4 separate regions of the Mus musculus genome follow, and regions 2, 3 and 4 are each linked to region 1. The links are chromatin contacts, called in public Micro-C and promoter capture Hi-C maps. All regions are on one chromosome and are shown on one strand. The core of a region is the stretch at or near the end of the contact, and the rest is flanking DNA. Distances in the headings are between cores, read along the strand shown. Region 1 holds the start of Chrm4 (cholinergic receptor, muscarinic 4). Region 2 holds the start of Madd (MAP-kinase activating death domain). Region 3 holds the start of Ddb2 (damage specific DNA binding protein 2). Region 4 holds the start of Pacsin3 (protein kinase C and casein kinase substrate in neurons 3).

Evidence for each region. Promoter capture Hi-C pulls out the DNA fragments that hold promoters and counts their contacts. Hi-C and Micro-C count contacts between places; a contact is called where the count stands out from the background.
Region 2: a Micro-C map of embryonic stem cells shows a contact between it and region 1, with 2.4 times the contacts expected there. The contact joins the promoter of Madd here to the promoter of Chrm4 in region 1. A contact is called at or near these places in 1 of 39 promoter capture datasets (embryonic stem cells) and 1 of 484 Hi-C or Micro-C datasets (embryonic stem cells).
Region 3: a contact with region 1 is called in a promoter capture Hi-C map of liver, with 2.4 times the contacts expected there. The contact joins the promoter of Ddb2 here to the promoter of Chrm4 in region 1. A contact is called at or near these places in 2 of 39 promoter capture datasets (both in liver), 2 of 484 Hi-C or Micro-C datasets (both in embryonic stem cells) and 1 of 115 datasets of contacts at active chromatin or transcription factors (pancreatic cancer cells).
Region 4: a contact with region 1 is called in a promoter capture Hi-C map of the HPC-7 cell line, with 2.3 times the contacts expected there. The contact joins the promoter of Pacsin3 here to the promoter of Chrm4 in region 1. A contact is called at or near these places in 7 of 39 promoter capture datasets (the HPC-7 cell line, cranial neural crest, embryonic stem cells and 3 more), 2 of 484 Hi-C or Micro-C datasets (both in embryonic stem cells) and 1 of 9 other capture datasets (pancreatic islet).

What each region holds. Positions count from the first base shown.
Region 1 is chr2:91,920,439-91,924,404 of GRCm38.p6, forward strand. It overlaps Chrm4 (cholinergic receptor, muscarinic 4), which reads left to right and starts at 1,751. Exons shown (of 2, transcript NM_007699.2): 1 at 1,751-1,905.
Region 2 is chr2:91,177,221-91,181,186 of GRCm38.p6, forward strand. Madd (MAP-kinase activating death domain) reads right to left here and starts at 2,101. Exons shown (of 35, transcript NM_001177720.1): 1 at 1,959-2,101; 2 at 680-1,276. The coding sequence starts at 2,017.
Region 3 is chr2:91,235,048-91,239,013 of GRCm38.p6, forward strand. Ddb2 (damage specific DNA binding protein 2) reads right to left here and starts at 2,019. Exons shown (of 10, transcript NM_028119.5): 1 at 1,643-2,019. The coding sequence starts at 1,769. A330069E16Rik (RIKEN cDNA A330069E16 gene) reads left to right here and starts at 2,099. Exons shown (of 2, transcript NR_015464.1): 1 at 2,099-2,354; 2 at 2,675-3,310.
Region 4 is chr2:91,254,481-91,258,446 of GRCm38.p6, forward strand. Pacsin3 (protein kinase C and casein kinase substrate in neurons 3) reads left to right here and starts at 2,333. Exons shown (of 11, transcript NM_001289678.1): 1 at 2,333-2,446.

The DNA of each region.
Region 1 (3,966 bases), core at 501-3,000:
GCCTTTGCAGGACCCCTTACACATTACAACCACATGGTGTCAGCAGGATAAAGACTGGTAGTCCCTTAAGAAAGCGTTCCAAGACCCAGTTAGAACAAAGAAAGCAGAGAGACTAAATTGGGTCCCCTAGTTCCAGCTCAGCTTTCCAGAGTTCACCCGTGAGCTCTGAGATGTAGGTGGGTGAGGTAAAGGCCCAGGCTTCACAGATTGCATTGGCTTTGCCCGTGGTTGGAGGCGTTTTTGTTTTCTGGACCCTCCTGTCCTTAACAAGTCTCCTCATTTGACGGCTTAACATTCTGCCCTCTCCCATACACACAACACTTTCACTCTCCCAAGAGCACCCTGCTCCTGGCCCCCAGGGAGGGGGATATGGTAAAGTGGAAGATGTCGGTAACAACTGAGCCTCTCCTCTCCTGTGAAGTGGGGGCAAGAACAATAGCACTTCCTTCATTTTTTCCTTCAGAGGATCATGGAAGACCAAAGCGCCCATGGGAGGGAAGATGGCTTCTCACACTAGCCTGCCCTCAACTTTGTCCAATGTTGACGTCCCTCTCTTCAGCATGGAGAAACCTGAACCAGGAGCCTTCTCTCACGGACTCTAGCTCAAGTCTCCACTCATTCATTCTCTGTTCCTAACTCCTCTGTCGTTACAAAGCTATCCCTACCACTACCACTGTCCCCAGGAGCCCCTACCAGCCCTTGCAGGAGAGTAGAGGAGAGCTGAGACTCAGGTGGTTTTTCCAAGAAGTCAGCCGGCTTAAAGTTAATTGGCTGTTGACACTCAAGAAGCTTTGTGGGTGACCGGTACTCAGGACCCCGGGCGCGAAGGGGTGCATTCAACCCTGGCTGGCGGGTGCTTGATCTGAGCAACTGGCCTTCGCACCAAGGACGTGTGGGGCTGTCCGAGGTGCTGAACCTGCCTACTTTGGGCCTTAGCCTAGTACTGTTGCGGGAGGTCTAGGAGACTGGACTTTCCTTCATGGCCTGTTCTGTCCCAGGTGACCTTGGGCACCTGGCTTCCCCACATAGGCAGCGATGAACTCATTCGCGGCTGGATAGGAGACTCGTGCCATCTTCAGTCTCACAGCTAATGCGCGTCCCTTCCCGGGCGTGGAGAGTGACAAGATCTTTAGCCAGGGTAGATGCTCGCCTGTCCAGTCTCACCTGCTCTTCCCCAGGCCCCGACGGCTGCAGTCTTTTGGCTGTCCAGCGGCTATCAGGCAGCGCTCTGTCCCGACAGAAGCACGTTGCTAGATCTGCCCCGCCGCACACCAGGGGCCTGTTGGGGCCAAACCCTCAAGACCAGGATTTAACCTCAGGCGGAACGACGAAGGGGCTACAAGCCGTGGAGAGGTTCGAAAACACTTCGGTGTCCAGAGTGCGTGGTTAGGGCGGAGGCGGGGCTCATAGCCAAGCTTGGCCGCCTGGTTCTTCCCCAGCCCGCGAGGGGGCGCCTAGTCCCCATGACAACGCGGACAGCCCCCACCCCACCCCCCGGAGGGCAGAGCCGGAGGCTAATCCTCCCTGGCGACTGTGGGCGGTGCCCTCGGTGCTGGAGTCCGGAGTTGCGGGCCATCTCCCGGGAAGGGTGTGAGCATCAAGGGTGCCTGACACTCCAGGTGGTGACCCCCGCGCGTCGCCGCTGGGTGACCGGCCCCGGGCGGGCGGTGCGTCCCCACCACGATTGGCTGCTTCCCTGTGACATCACGCGGCTCGGAGAAAAGTGCGAGCGTGAGCGCGAGTCGGAGCCACAGCGCCGGGAGCTGCAGGCGAAGCAGGGGCCGCCCCTTGGCACCCTGTCCCCGCCCCCGGCCCCCGGCCCAGTCGCCCACCCCACCGACTCGCAGGGCCTCTGGCTAGTTCCGCCGTCTGTCCGGCGCCAGCGGAGCAAGACAGAAGCAGCGGGTGAGTAACTCCGCGGAATCGCGGGGGCGGGGGGCTTCTATGCAAGATGAGGATGTAGGGTTCTGGGACCCCCTGAAGGTCTCCAGAGGTGGGTCGGGCTGGAACAGGGCCCCAGACCCCTTTGAAAGGCAAGCGCGGTGCGGAAGGGGCGGAGAGCTCAGAGATGGGGCACCCCTCTGGAAGAAGGACCCCAGGTCTCTAAAAGGTTTCTCTAGGTGAACCTCTAGGGATTGGTGATCATTGAGAAGGCTAGGGGAGGAATAGTCCCAGCCCACAGCCCAACCCCGAAGCAGAGCAGCCGTCGGGTCAGGACCCACACTCCCTCACTCCCTCCCGTTGGCTCTTCTTCAAGGCGCCGGAAGATGAAGCCCCAAAGCGCCCGTTTCCCGCCCGTCTCCCTGCCCTCCGTTCCCACCTTGGCCCACCGGGAGCCTCCAGTACGCTCTAGCCCGTTGGAGTCCTCTGTCCGCGACCTTGAGCCCCGACGGAAAACACCCCTGTTCTCTCCTGTTTCCCTTCCCCCTCTCCAGGAGTACCCTCTCTTTTACTCATCCGGGGAGATACATCTCCCAGCCCTCCACCCTCCCAGCTCTTAGAGGAAGTGTTAGGCACAATGATTTGGCCCAATATCCAGCACCCCTCTCTCTTCCCCTAAAGTACAGAGGCTTCTCTCCGCCTCAGGAACAGTCCTGGGGGCCATAGCTTTCCTGAAGTGATCACTTAATAATCGAAAATCTACCCCACGGGCGCCCAGAGCACCCTTTCCCGACTTGTCCCCAGCAGGGGTAGGGGCTCGAGAACCCGCGGAAGCACATTGCCCACGCCCAGAGACTACAGGAACTGCGTGCCTGGGGGTTGATGGGAGGGCGGGGCATCGGAGAACCTTGGCCCTTTCGACCAGGACCCAGACGTGATGGAGCCGGGAGATGGGCCCAAGGGTAAGCCCCGAGATTGTCTTTGAGATAGACCTGAGCCCACAGCTTGGGAACTCGGTGCCTATTTTGACTGACAGGACTAGACAGGGCCTCTCCAGGGGTTGCGGGTTGAAGAGTGAAGAACAATTTTACCCTCCTGACCCAGGCCTCGACTGGGCTCCCCGTTTGGAGGCTCTACCCCTGCCCTCAATGCGTAGGGCACATCAAACTGAGCTCGGTGACCCTCACGGCTCGACGACTATCGCAGAGGCTTCTCGACAGAAGTCAGCCCACTGCTGGGACTGCACGCTCTCCATTCTTGACGATGCAGTTAGGACCAGGTGCCTGGGGCCACTAAGATAATGGTTCCAAAGTCAGGGTTTCTTCGCAGCCCAAATTTTGCTCCTTTCTCAACCCTTTCCCCACCCACAGACCGGGCGCTTGCCGGTGGTTCCCGCCATGGGAACTGGTCATTCGCTGATAGTCCAGCATTTGCTCCCGCACACAAATTCGCGGTTACGGCCACCCAAGCTCTATGGCCAGACACGCACACACATGCACACGCACGTGTCCACATGGCGCTGGTATGCTCACACGTTCAAAGGCGCACCGGTATCCAGGCGTGGCGGGGCGCACACTGGCACATGCAAACAGCTACTAGTGTCTACTCGAGCTCCCGAGTAGTCACACACAAACACAACTCGCACTCGTTTTCCCACCTACACGTTCCTTGATGGGTGCCTTGCGGGGTGCGGGTGGAATCCCGACGCCCTAAAGTTTTTCATCCTCGAAACCCTGGCCGAACCTAAGGGACCTTTGTGGCAACCTGGGACCACGGAGACAGGCAGTATCTCCCTCCCTTTGCTCCTTTGTGGGAGAAGCCCTGCCCTGACGCTTTTCTGTATTTGCGGTTTACTCTGGGACTTGACGTGGTGAACCTCCGGCTCGGGGTCCGGAGCTGGCACCGGGGACCGACATTGCCATCTAGCGGTGCTCACAGGCCAGGGTGATGGCTGCTTGCCTTCTCGGATTCTAGATGGGCGGGATTTGGGGGGGGGGGGGAGGCAGAGAATTGTGCCTGAAGGTGCTGTGGTCTGAACATCTGAGAGACTATCAGAGAAGTCTAGAAAGAAAACTGGGACCAAGT
Region 2 (3,966 bases), core at 851-3,350, 740 kb before region 1:
ACCAGAGGGGATATATGATGACAAAAACAGATGTAGAAGGTGTATGTGATGGAACCCAACGCCATGTCCACATCAAACTCCTCAGCATTTCAGAAATACAGCTACAGTGCGAGGTCCAAGCTCAGCAATTTTACATTGGTAGTAAATAGTTTAAACAGTCCTAAAGGAGCTGAAGAGGAAATTTCTCTTCCTTCCTTCCTTCCTTCCTTCCTTCCTTCCTTCCTTCCTTCCTCCCTCCCTCCCTCTCTCTCTCTCTTTCTCCCTCCCTCCCTCCCTCCCTCCCTCCCTCCCTTCCTTCCTTCCTTCCTTCCTTCCTTCCTTCCTTTCTTTCTTCCTTCCTTCCTTTCCTTCCTCCCTCCCTCTCTCCCTCTCTCTCTTTCTTTCTTTCTTTCTCCCTCCTTTCCTTCCTTCCTTCCTTTTTTTTTTTTAAAGATTTATTTTATATCTGTGAGTTATTTTATATATACTATCACTGTCTTCAGACACACCAGAAGAGGGCATCCGACCCCATTACAGAATGTTGTGAGCCACCATGTAATTGCTGGGAATTGAACTGGGGACCTCTGGAAGAGCGGTCAGTGCTCTTACCACCTCTCCAGCCCTAGAGGAAATTTCTTTTCCTCTCACGAAGTAATATCAATCTCTTAATGTTCTCCCAAGCACAAGCAGCAAACCGTACCTTTGTACACCTCGAGGGATGCCCAGTTTCTTGCCTAGCAGCCGTTCACTACAGCAGTCTACCAAACGTTTGAGAGTATACAGACACTCTCTGAAGGTAGAGAAGAAAGGGTAGTGGCTAAGCACACACAGGGATGTCAGGGTACTGTTGCGGGAGCGGCTGCCCGCTTTTGCCCTACGTTTGCCCCGAGGAGACTGGTTTACGTCAGGAGTGGAGTCAGCACTAGGCGGCTGCAAGGTTGAGCCACTCTCTGAGCTCCCAGCGGCAGCCTCTTCTGAGGCACCAGAGGTGTGAGCGCCTTCCTTCCCACGGGGTCCTGCTCCGCCTTCCACCTTTTCCTTTGGCATTCGCTTTTGGAAGGAACGGTAGAAGTTGACACAGATGCCATAGCGGGTGACTCCGGTGTCCTTATCGGTTAGGGTGAAGACAAAAGAGGTATCGTCCCGAAGGCTCATCCGCCGCTGCCGCACACTCAGACATCCTTCTGGCTGGCAGAAGAACACCACATCTGGGGGCAGGGGGAACTCTGGGTGATCCTCTAGTGGGTACCTCCGCAGCAGCTCAGGAGTCTGAGCCACACTGTCACTGCTTGGGTGCCTGAAGGACATAAAGGCACACTCAGCAACCCAACAGCATGGAACATGCTATCACACTTGAACCACAATCAACAGATGAAGCTCAAAGGCACTTTAGGAAAGAGTTTAACTGACAGACTGAAGTCCACACTGTCATGAAGACACTATCCTGAAAGTTTCAACAAGAAAATCATCACTAGCACCTCAAGATGATCAGCACCTTAGCTAAAAGATTACCTTAGGAATCTAGGTAGACAGAGAAGTACAGAGTGCTTTCCCCTTTTGACAGACTATGAAAACGGGCTATAAAGAATATATTTGCTCGAAACCCATAAAGTATGAGTTAAAATAACAGCATTTGTTTGTTTATTTATTTATTTATTTTGGTTTTTCAAGACAGGGTTTCTCTGTGTAGCCCTGGCTGTCCTGGAACTCACTCTTTAGACCAGGCTGGCCTCAAACTCAGAAATCTGCCTGCCTCTGCCTCCTGAGTGCTGGGATTAAAGGCGTGAGCCACCACGCCCGGCAGCATGTATTTATTTATGAGAGATAGCATACATAAAGTGGAACACAAAACATGTAACAAGAACATAAAGCAATAGGACAGAATAAGATATTCAAAGCAACATGGAAATAAGGTCTGGGAGTAACAAGACATTGTGGCTGCCACAGAGAACAAGACAGTTATTGGTCTTCTTGGTTACCTCGCCCCTACGATCACGAGATAGTCAAGTAACCGAGGGCAGAACTTCTTTTGCACCATGGTTCCGATTTGTCAGTTCATTGCAGAGAAACTTCAGGGCACTGAGCAAGAAGCCAGCATTCCCAGGAGGAATTCTGATATAATCTGAAAATCCAATAGGGGGAAAAGTACTGATAAATACCCAGTGCTACGCCTAAGGGACTCACCCTTCTCAGGTTCATCTCAGCAAGGGGCGGAGGTCAGAGGCTTCCACTTCTGAACTCACGATAGAATCTGACGCTTGCTTTCCCTGCTGGCTGTCCACGTTTATGAGCTTCCAGAGTCAAATTTCAAACGGAATAGGGTTGAGGCTATCGCTTAGTGATCAAGGACTTATCTAGAATGGATGGGGCCCTAGTTCCAATCCTCAGCACCCAAAAAGGAGACGAGGAGCTGAAAAAATAACAGCTCAGACTATAGCTAGCTCATCTCCAGCCGAGTTTCTGAGACTCTGTTTCAGTCTAATCTAGAGTGAAGAATTATAACAACAACAAAAAATTACTTTCAGGGCTACTCCGGGGCGGGGGGGGGGGGAATCAAGATAAAAGCAGATTCTTTATACAGCACTAACCTGGGCTTTTACGTCTACATGGAAACTTGATTATTCTGTCTCATTGAGTAGCATTCAGCCTGATGGGTAACTATCACACAGACTTTCCAGTTAATTGCACTCAGACAGTAACAACAGCTGCATACTGTTCATGTGATCTCACATGGAAAAGTCCATGTCCCAACTGTCTCATCTCTAACCAGTTTTCCCACTTCAAGATAGAAAGGGGGCCAAGCAGCTACTGCTGCCTCCTCTGCCCTTGGTGCTGAACCACAGCTCTCGACTATTCGGGTCTCTGGATCAGAGTCAGTAATACAATGCATTCCCAGGAGGCCTGGTCTTTCTCTATCTTGTAGGGATTGTGAATTAGGGACGGAAAATACCAGGGTTTCTACAAATTTAGGGGAAGTGTCTAAAGGAATTTCTAAATGTATTCGAAATCAATTATTTCCTGGGGGCCAGAGAAATGGCCCAGCAGTTACAAGCACTCATGACTCTTCCAGAAAGCCTAGGTTCAGCTCTGAATACTGGCACTGGGTGGCTCATCACGGCCTGTGATGCTAGTTCCCGGTAAACTGTGGCTCTTCTCAGTGCTACACTGACAGAGTGCACACATGCATGCTCAGGCACACGCGTGCATAAAAGAAACAATTATATCTTTCACACTTGATCTTAGCCAAAAGGCTGCGAGGCGATAACAATTATACTTTCCAAAGAATCTATATTTTTATTAGATTTTCATAGACTTCTAAATAAAATGTTTCACTCCTGTATAGGGCATTTCCAGGGCTCCAAGATTTTGCTTCTATGGCCTGAGACTTTGTTCACTGTACACACACATGCACACACACACACACACACACACACCACACACGTAAACATGCACTTCATTTGACTCCCATACTACAGACATAGATAGTGCCTGTGTTGTGGGTACTACTTGCTTTAGATAATTAGTTCTTTTATTTTGTTTCCTCCTCGACCCACAAACAAGACCTAGTTACAGTACCTCTGGTGTCCTTAAAACACAGTTCCCTCTTTCCCCCTTGCTCCCAATAGAGGACCCATAGGTAATAGGATTCAGTTTTGTCTCCATAGCGACTCTGGCTCCCAGAACTATTTATAGCAGAGTCATAGCCCCTCCCCTGCTTGGTGACCAAACCATGCTAGCAGCTGCTACTCCAAACCCAGCCATGGCCTATAGCATCTCATTCCCCCTAGCCCTGGAGATGCTGATTCCAAAGACAGCACCTACTAAGAATCAGGTTATCTCCGCTTCTGTCCGTGTTTTTTTTTTTTTTTTTAATCCCACGTTCAGCTTTTAATAGAAATAGTTCTTCACCATCAAGTTCCTGAGCATGCCACACATTCAGTCATTTCTGGGGTTCATCACTCTTAATAATCCTAAACAATCCTCTTG
Region 3 (3,966 bases), core at 769-3,268, 690 kb before region 1:
CTGCAGTTGAGTCTCACTCAACCCAAGAGAGAAATAAAAAACCCTTTTCCAAAACACTCCTCCAAACAGAAATTCTGAAGTGAAACTAAATATAACCTCACAGGGTTCCTTAGAGCTTTGCCAGAGAGATACACAATTGTGGACACTGAAGACTTTTCTTGTGTGGGATCACAAATAAGTAGGAGTTGAGGGACAATCTTTTTTGTTGTTGTTGTTGTTTTTGGTTGTTTGTTTGTTTTTATTTTTCAAGATAGGGTTTCTCTGTGTAGCCCTGGCTGTCCTGGAACTCACTTTGTAGACCAGGCTGGCCTCGAACTCAGAAATTCGCCTGCCTCTGCCTCCCGAGTGCTGGGATTAAAGGCGTGTGCCACCACGCCCGTTTGTTTTTTTTTTTTTTTTTTTTTTTTGAGGGACAATCTTAAAGATCACAAAATAACATCAGGGCTGGTGAGATGGCTCAGCTGTGGTTAAGAGCACTAACTGCTCTTCCAGAGGTCCTGAGTTCAATTTCCAGCAACTACATGGTGGCTCACAACCATCGGAAATGGGATCCGATGCCCTCTTCTGGTGTATCTGAAGACAGCTACAGTGGACTCATACATTAAATAAAATAAATCTTAAAAAAATAAAATAAGAGCTATCCAAATACAGTGGTGTATAACTGTAATCCTAGCACTCAGAAGCTGCAGCATACTTGGATTGGAGGCCAGCCTGGGCTATAGAGCAAGACTCTGTATTTAAAGAAATACTAAATAATGTCATGAGCAACCATTACTTGAGTGGAAACCAGAAGAATGCAGTAAGGTTTAGAAAAGTTCCAAATTGATTAGGTGGCTTCAAGGAAGAGAGGTAAATCAGAGTATAATAAAAATAAGCCGGGAATGGTGGCACACGCCTTTATTCCCAGCACTTGGGAGACAGAGGCAGGCGGATTTCTGAGTTCTGAGGACAGCCAGGGCTACACAGAAAAACCCTGTCTCGAAAAACTAAATAAATAAATAAATAAATAAACAAACAAACAAATAAATAAAACAACTCTGAATTACCAAGCCCTTCTGGTGGACCCAATCTATAAGTCCTTTTTTTCTCTTGACAACTTTCCTTTCTTTTCATGGCTAAAACCACTCTTATCAATTTATCACATTCCTTATAGCCCCAGGTTCAAGTCCTGGTAAACCTCTGAGAATGCGCTTTCTGAAGAAAGGAGGGAGGGAATTTCAGACTCTCAGAGCTAACATAACCGAGAGGCTATGAAAGGGAGGATTACTTTGAAACAGTAGATGTGTAAAACTTCTGGAACAAGGAAAGTGGGGACTGTGGCTTTTACGGTGATGGCACTCATCTGACTCTTTCTGTCACCTGGGGTAGAGGTGGGGGGGCTGTTCAACTTAAAACTCTCTGCTGTCAATGAACTGGCCAATAAAACCAGTCGGCAGCGTGTGGCTCAGTGGCAGCCCACTTGCTGAGAGAACTGGAGGCCTGGGTTCGAACCCTCGATCTCCCAAATAAAATCACAGCCTGAGGCGACAGAAGCCAAGAACTGCTTCAGAAGCCCAGGCACAAGCACCCACCACCCCAGCTTCAGCCTCTGGCGCGAGCACCCTGAACCCCCGGAAAGCTAAGGCAGCAGCACAGGCCGTACCGGGACCCTGCACACGCAGCTTCTTGGCTTCGGGCTCCAGCTCCTGAGGACCTCTGCGACTTTTGCTCCTGAGGAGCACCGCAACGTCGGGGGACTTCTGGGTTTCTGGGCATTTCTTGGGAGCCATGACGTACTCGGTGAAGAGATATCAAGCTCTGTGGCAAAATAACGAAGCAAGGAGTGGAAAAGCCTCCGTGGAGAAAACAGGAAGGGACTACGTATGAGGCAGCGCCGTCGCAGGTAGCGCAGCTAAGACACCTTCGCGCCAAACGCTCCTCCGGGCTGCTTTACTTTTAGCCCCGCCCCGTCCCCTCAGGGCTGTCCCGCCCCTTGGAACTGCCCCGCCCCCTCGGGATTGCCACAGTAGGGGGCTGTCTTGCCCCCGGAACTGCCCCGGACTGCCCCAACCCCTCGGGCACGGCCCGCCCCCGGCCGCTCCTCCTCTTCCGGAGTAACGTGTGCAGCTCACAGGGAGGGTTTTTTATTTTAACTCCCTAGGAGCTGGGCCTTGGCTTGTGCTGGATCTGAAGAAAGCCGATTATTTGAACCTGAGGAGGGAGCGCTGGCCGTAAACCCTGCATGCTGGAGGCGGAGCCAGGCGGCGTTTCAGGCCAGCCTGGTGTACACGTTCCAGCAATCCGGTGACCTACGCAGAGAAACCCTGTCTCGAAGAACAACAAAGAGAGAGAGAGAGAGACAGAGACAGATAAAAGTAGGTAGTTTATGTCTTAAAAAGAGCAAAGATTCAAGTGTGGCTAAATATTTCTCATTTCCCCCATTAATAATAGGTGTCTCTAGGGCTGGAGAGATGGCTCAGTGGTTAAGAGCACTGACTGCTCTTCCAGAGGTCCTGAGTTCAATTCCCAGCAACCACAAGGTGGCTCACAACCATCTGTATTGGGATCTGATGCCCTCTTCTGGTGTTTCTGAAATGACAGTGTATTAAATAAATAAATCTTAAAAAAAAAAAAAAAGTGCCTCTGATTACCCAATCACAGCCTTAGCATTTGATTCTTTCCTCTCGCTTTACAGATGAATGTATTTTACCTCATACTATAGAAAAGAGCTGTATCTATGGTGGCAGGCTCTGTGTAATTCCCAACACTGAGGAGGCTGAGGCATGAAGAGTTTGCCTGGACTACACTGATATCTTGTAAGGATCAGATAAGAGTGAGAAAATCTGGGGCTGGAGCGATGGCTCAGCGGTTAAGAGCACTGACTGCTTTTCCAAAGGTCCTGAGTTCACATCTCAGCAACGACATGGTGGCTCACAACCATCTGTAATGAGATCTGACTCCCTCTTCTGGAGTGTCTGAAGACAGCTACAGTGTAATTATTTATAATAATAAATAAATCTTTAAAAAAGAAAAAGAGTGAGAAAATCTGGCATGCTATTGCACAGCAAGGTGACAGCAGACAATGGGTTTGCTGTATATTTTCTAAAGGTAGAAAGGTTTTGAATGTTTTCACCACAAACGATATCTGAGAAGATGTGCCTAACCCAATTTAAAGAATACAATATGTGTGTGTCAAAAGTAATGTATTCCTTATGAAGATGATACTTACATAAACATATGTAAAATTTATATGTTTTAATGTAGTTTAATTTTATTTTAAATTAAAATGATGCTCTAGAAGAAAATAAAAAGCTGAACCCAGCACCAATAATGGGGATGTCCTAAGATGTGCTTAAATTAAGAATTGTAGCTTAGTGGCTGGAGAGATGGTTTAATGGCTAAGAGAGCTTGCTGCTTTTTCAGAGGACCTGAATTCTGTTCCCAGTACCCAGGCAGGTGGCTCACAAATACCTATATGTAACTCCAGCTCCAGAAGACCAGACACCCTTTTCTGGACTCTGCAGGCAGATGCAGCCATATATACACATAAGCACATAAAGAAACATGTATACACATAAGTAAAAAAAAAAAAATTACAAGCTGGTCAGTGGTGGAATATGCCTTTAATTCCAGCACTTAGGAGGCAGAAGTAGGTCTAGTCTGCAGCGCTAGTTCCAGGACAGCAAAGGCTACAGAGAAACACTGTCTGGAAAACCTAAATAAGTAAATAAATAGCCAAGGCTGCAGAGAAACCCTGGGAAAACAAAACAAAGAAATAAGTAAACCCAGCAGTGGTGGCGCATGCCTTTAATCTCAGCACTTGGGAGGCAGAGGCAGGCGGATTTCTGAGTTCAAGGCCAGCCTGGTCTACAGAGTGAGTTCCAGGACAGCCAGGGCTACACAGAGAAACCCTGTCTCGAAAAACAAACAAACAAAACAACAACAACAACAACAAAAAAGAATCCTAAAAAAGTTGTAAGATATTAA
Region 4 (3,966 bases), core at 1,083-3,582, 670 kb before region 1:
GAATACATAGGGTTCAGCCTTATTTCTCCATATAGTCCCAAAACCTGGGGTAGGGTTTAGCATAAAGCAAAGACCCAGATGTTTCCTCAAGCGAATAAACAAACAAATGAAGGCTCAGTGGTTAGGACATTCCAGAAATTCAAGGTGAGGCTGAGTGTCCTGAAAGCTGGCTGTAGATCACCCTGCCACCTGGTACTGTGAGCCAAGTGGCTTCTTGCTGGGTTTCTGTCTTTGGCCCTCTGGGCCTGGGCATTTCATTTTGAACTGATCAGGCTGAGGGATGGATGACACTGTCCATGCACTGTGTAATTAAGGGGTCTGTTCGTTCCTAGGGCACAGAAATCTGAGCCCCTGGGGGAGTGGGAGCTGGGAACTGGGATTCTGAGCCAGTGTCTGTTTCCTTTCACCTACTACTCAAAATGTTCTGTCCTTTGCCCCCTCCCAGTACCTTAGGGACAATTAGGATCAGCTGCAACATTTCTGCTTTCCGATTCCAGATCTGACCCCAAGGGAAACCAGATGTTTTCCACTGCACATCCTTTCCTCCCTGTGGTCTGATGAACAGCCTCCTATCCTGAGCCTCCGTATCCTGACATCCCCACATCCCAGAGCCTAGCTGCCAACTTTATTTTTAATGAGGTTTTAATAGGCCGCTTCTGTAATTAATTTCATTCTTGTATTTTCACACTTTCTGTCTAGGTGCCTAAACGCCCCCAGGCGCTAGGTGCGATGTTAACTGATTCCAAATAATGCAAAGCACCATGGCTGTGATTAGACATTTCCCAAGCCCCTCTCATTTGCAGTTGTTTAACAATCATTAATTAACTGGGGCACACGGCCCAGTGGTAGGTCAGCTGGGTTACCTGTCAGGTTTTATAGAGGCAGAAAAAGATAAAGAGAAAAGATTTGCCCAAGCCTTAAGAGAGTGGGAGTTGAAATTGGTTTCAGAAACCACATCCTCAGGTTTCAAATCTCCTATTTGAGATTTGCTACAACGCGCGCGGCCAGAGTCCTCAGGCCACGGGTGATGCTCGTCTTTGAGACAACACAGGCAACTAAAGGAGACCATTTCACGCTCCTAAGTCAGCCCCCAGCAGCTGGTGTCACTCCTAAGTTACCGTTGTTATCCTCAGCCGCCCCTCTTCCCATTTTGTGAGTGGACTCTACTGAGCAAAGAACACACGTCAGTGATTCCTTCCAGATTTAGAAACAACACGATTTTGTTATTTTTAAAGTTGTCTTTTAAAAAATCCGCGCGCGCACGTACTCACACTTCTAAGGGCGTGGAGGGGGCTGGGTTGGAAATGTGCGTGCTGGATAGAGAGCAGCTAGGCCGGTTGCTTCCCAGAGCGCGCACGGTCCCCTAAGGGGCGGTCCCTTGGGCTCTCCAACCCGGAGCGAACTGTGACTCCAGGACCCCTGAGCACCAGAGGCCTGGGACCCCGCTGGCCCGCGTTCCCTCCTGTCTCTCGGGTCAGGGGCACCGCTGCGGGGTCACCCGGCTCAGGAGAGAGCAGGAGGGGCGGAGAAGCCGAGCAGGTGGAGATTAGGTCAGCCTCAGAACATTCTTGGACCGCTCCAGTGAATATAAATAACAGACCCACAAGCTCTGAAATCCCGAGAGGCTGGGGGTGGAGCAGTGAAGAAGGGATCTATTTAGGGTGGGGTGGCATCGAGACGATTCGGAAAAAGTCTACATTGAACTAGGAGGTGAGACCAAGGGATTTAAAGATATGTTGAGATAGAAAATCTGAAACCGTGAACACGGAGGGGGAGGAGTTCGTGTTTTTTTGTCCCACTCCCACCGCGTGTTTGTCTCAGGTCTCGGAATGCGCGCTAAAGCTGCAAGCAGAGCTGCTCTAGGTAGGCATGGCTTTTCTAGTCTCGCTTCGGCCGGACTAGAGATCTTGGGCAGATAACCGCTGAAGGTATCTCTAACCCTCATTCAAGGTTACAAGGAGTGGGTGGTTATGAATCTGTCTCCCTGTAGCTAACCTCTAACTTTCTAGGTGCTCTCAGCAAAGAATGCCCCCTCAGTTTTGTCCCCGAATTCCACCCTAATGATTAGTGTGCAAGTTCCCGCTCATTCCCACCGGCCTCCTAGTCTCTGGAAAGGTCGGAGAGCGACAAAGCTCACAGCTCTCTGGTAGCCTCGCTGCACCTCCTTAGACTATTGGCTCCAGCTTTCTCTGCACCCGGGGAGCAGATCCTATGGCTCGCATCCCGAGCCACCTGGCGCAGGGATGCCTGCAGTCCCCGCTGCGGGGATGCTGTCGGTGGGGTTGGGGCGGCGGCTCCGCGGAGAGGGCGGGCCCGGGGGGCCGGGCTTCCCGGGGGAGGGCCCGAAGCGCTCCAGGAGGCGGTGGCCCGGACCCGGGAGTGGTAGGACTCCGAACTGAGCGTGGCCAGATCCCCCTAACCCACCGAGGGCCCCTGAGAGGACACGGTGAGTGCTTTGGAGGGGGAGCTGGGGGGCACGGCGGCGGCATGGTGGCTCTAGCTTGCTCTTTGGTCCTTCGACTCCTGAAGTTGGCAATGGGACGGACTCCCGCGCCGGAGACCCCGGCCATTGGCTGCCACTGAGCGCAAGGCCATCTCATCTCCTACGCTAATTAGGCGTTTCTTCAGGCCAGCCAGGGGAAATGGGGCGTCCAGCTGGAGGAGCAAATCATCTCTCAGGGTGCCTAGAGGGTCCCCAACTGCTCTCCTTGCGCCCGTTCTGAAGTCCTAGAAGGGGCCTCTGTAAAAAGCCCGCCCCCCGCCCCTTCGCGCCACTATCTGTATGGCTAACCCTAGTAGGCAGCGCCCCTTCCCCGCTGCAGTAACCAGCTGGCCCCACCTCCCCACCGAGACCAAGTTCAACAAGTTTGTCCAAGAAGTCCTAGAGCCTCCATGTCTAGGCCTGGCTATGCCTATCCTGTGGCTGGCTCCACCGGCTTGGAGTTGTTCAACACCGAGCCTTCTGGGATCCGGAGGTGGTTTGTCGGGTGGCGCTGTCTATAAGGGTGGAGGCCAAAGACCGGCAGCCCCTGAGTTCTGTGATTTGGTGTGGAGGTTAGGAGTGCGTCATCAGCGAGCAGGCACCTCAGCCGGCAGGTCGGGTTTCCAAAAGTGCCCCTTTGTTATGCCCCTCCCTGGCTCTGCCTCCTCCCCCTTTCTTTGAGCCACCCCCTCCCCCATCCTTCCAAAAGACTGTGCCAGTCTCTTGATTTTAAGCGCCCCTCTCTGGTTCAGCAGCCAGACCCTCCTGCACCTCTAAATCCAAGTCTACAGGCTGACTGGGAGAGGCTGCTGGGGAAGCCCTTGGGCGCAGCCTGTGACTCAGGACACAGGACTGGGCTGGGCAGGATAGCTTTGCTCTCTTCCAGGCCTGTGTCCCCAGCTACTGGAAAAGGGTGGGGGCTGGCTTATGTGTAAGAAAGGAACAAGGCAGAAACCTTTGGAGCTCAGGTGGGGAGAGTGGGCTCTGTCCTGAAGCCCAGAACTCCCAGTTCAGCACTAGCGGCTGGGAAGAGACCCTGCCAGTGTCCCAGAAGCCTTCTGACAGGCTAAGTGGAGAGCCTGGGCTGGAAAGATTTTAACTACCTGTTCTTGCTCTCTGACCTCTTGCTGTGGTAGGATGTGTTCACTCAGATGTGGGTCTCTGCTAATGTCAGGAGGCACAAGATGCCAATCCTCCTCAACAGGGCCCAAGGTGCCAGGTCCACCCCAAGAGCTCGATGAAGCCGGGGTGCCGGGCCTGCCTGTGCCTGGGGCTCCAGCTAGTGTTTGCTCTGTGAGGCCTGAGGGAGCTGTGCCAGCACTGCACACACAGCCTGCTCTGTTCTGGGGCCAGGGAGAAGGAACGGGTTGGGGGCAGCTCTCCTGGGAGCCGGGAGCAGGAGACTGGAGTAGGCAGGGCCCCCCAGGTCCTGGATGGCTCAATGATTTATAATTACTGCTCCCCACCACCCTATCTGGCTGGCA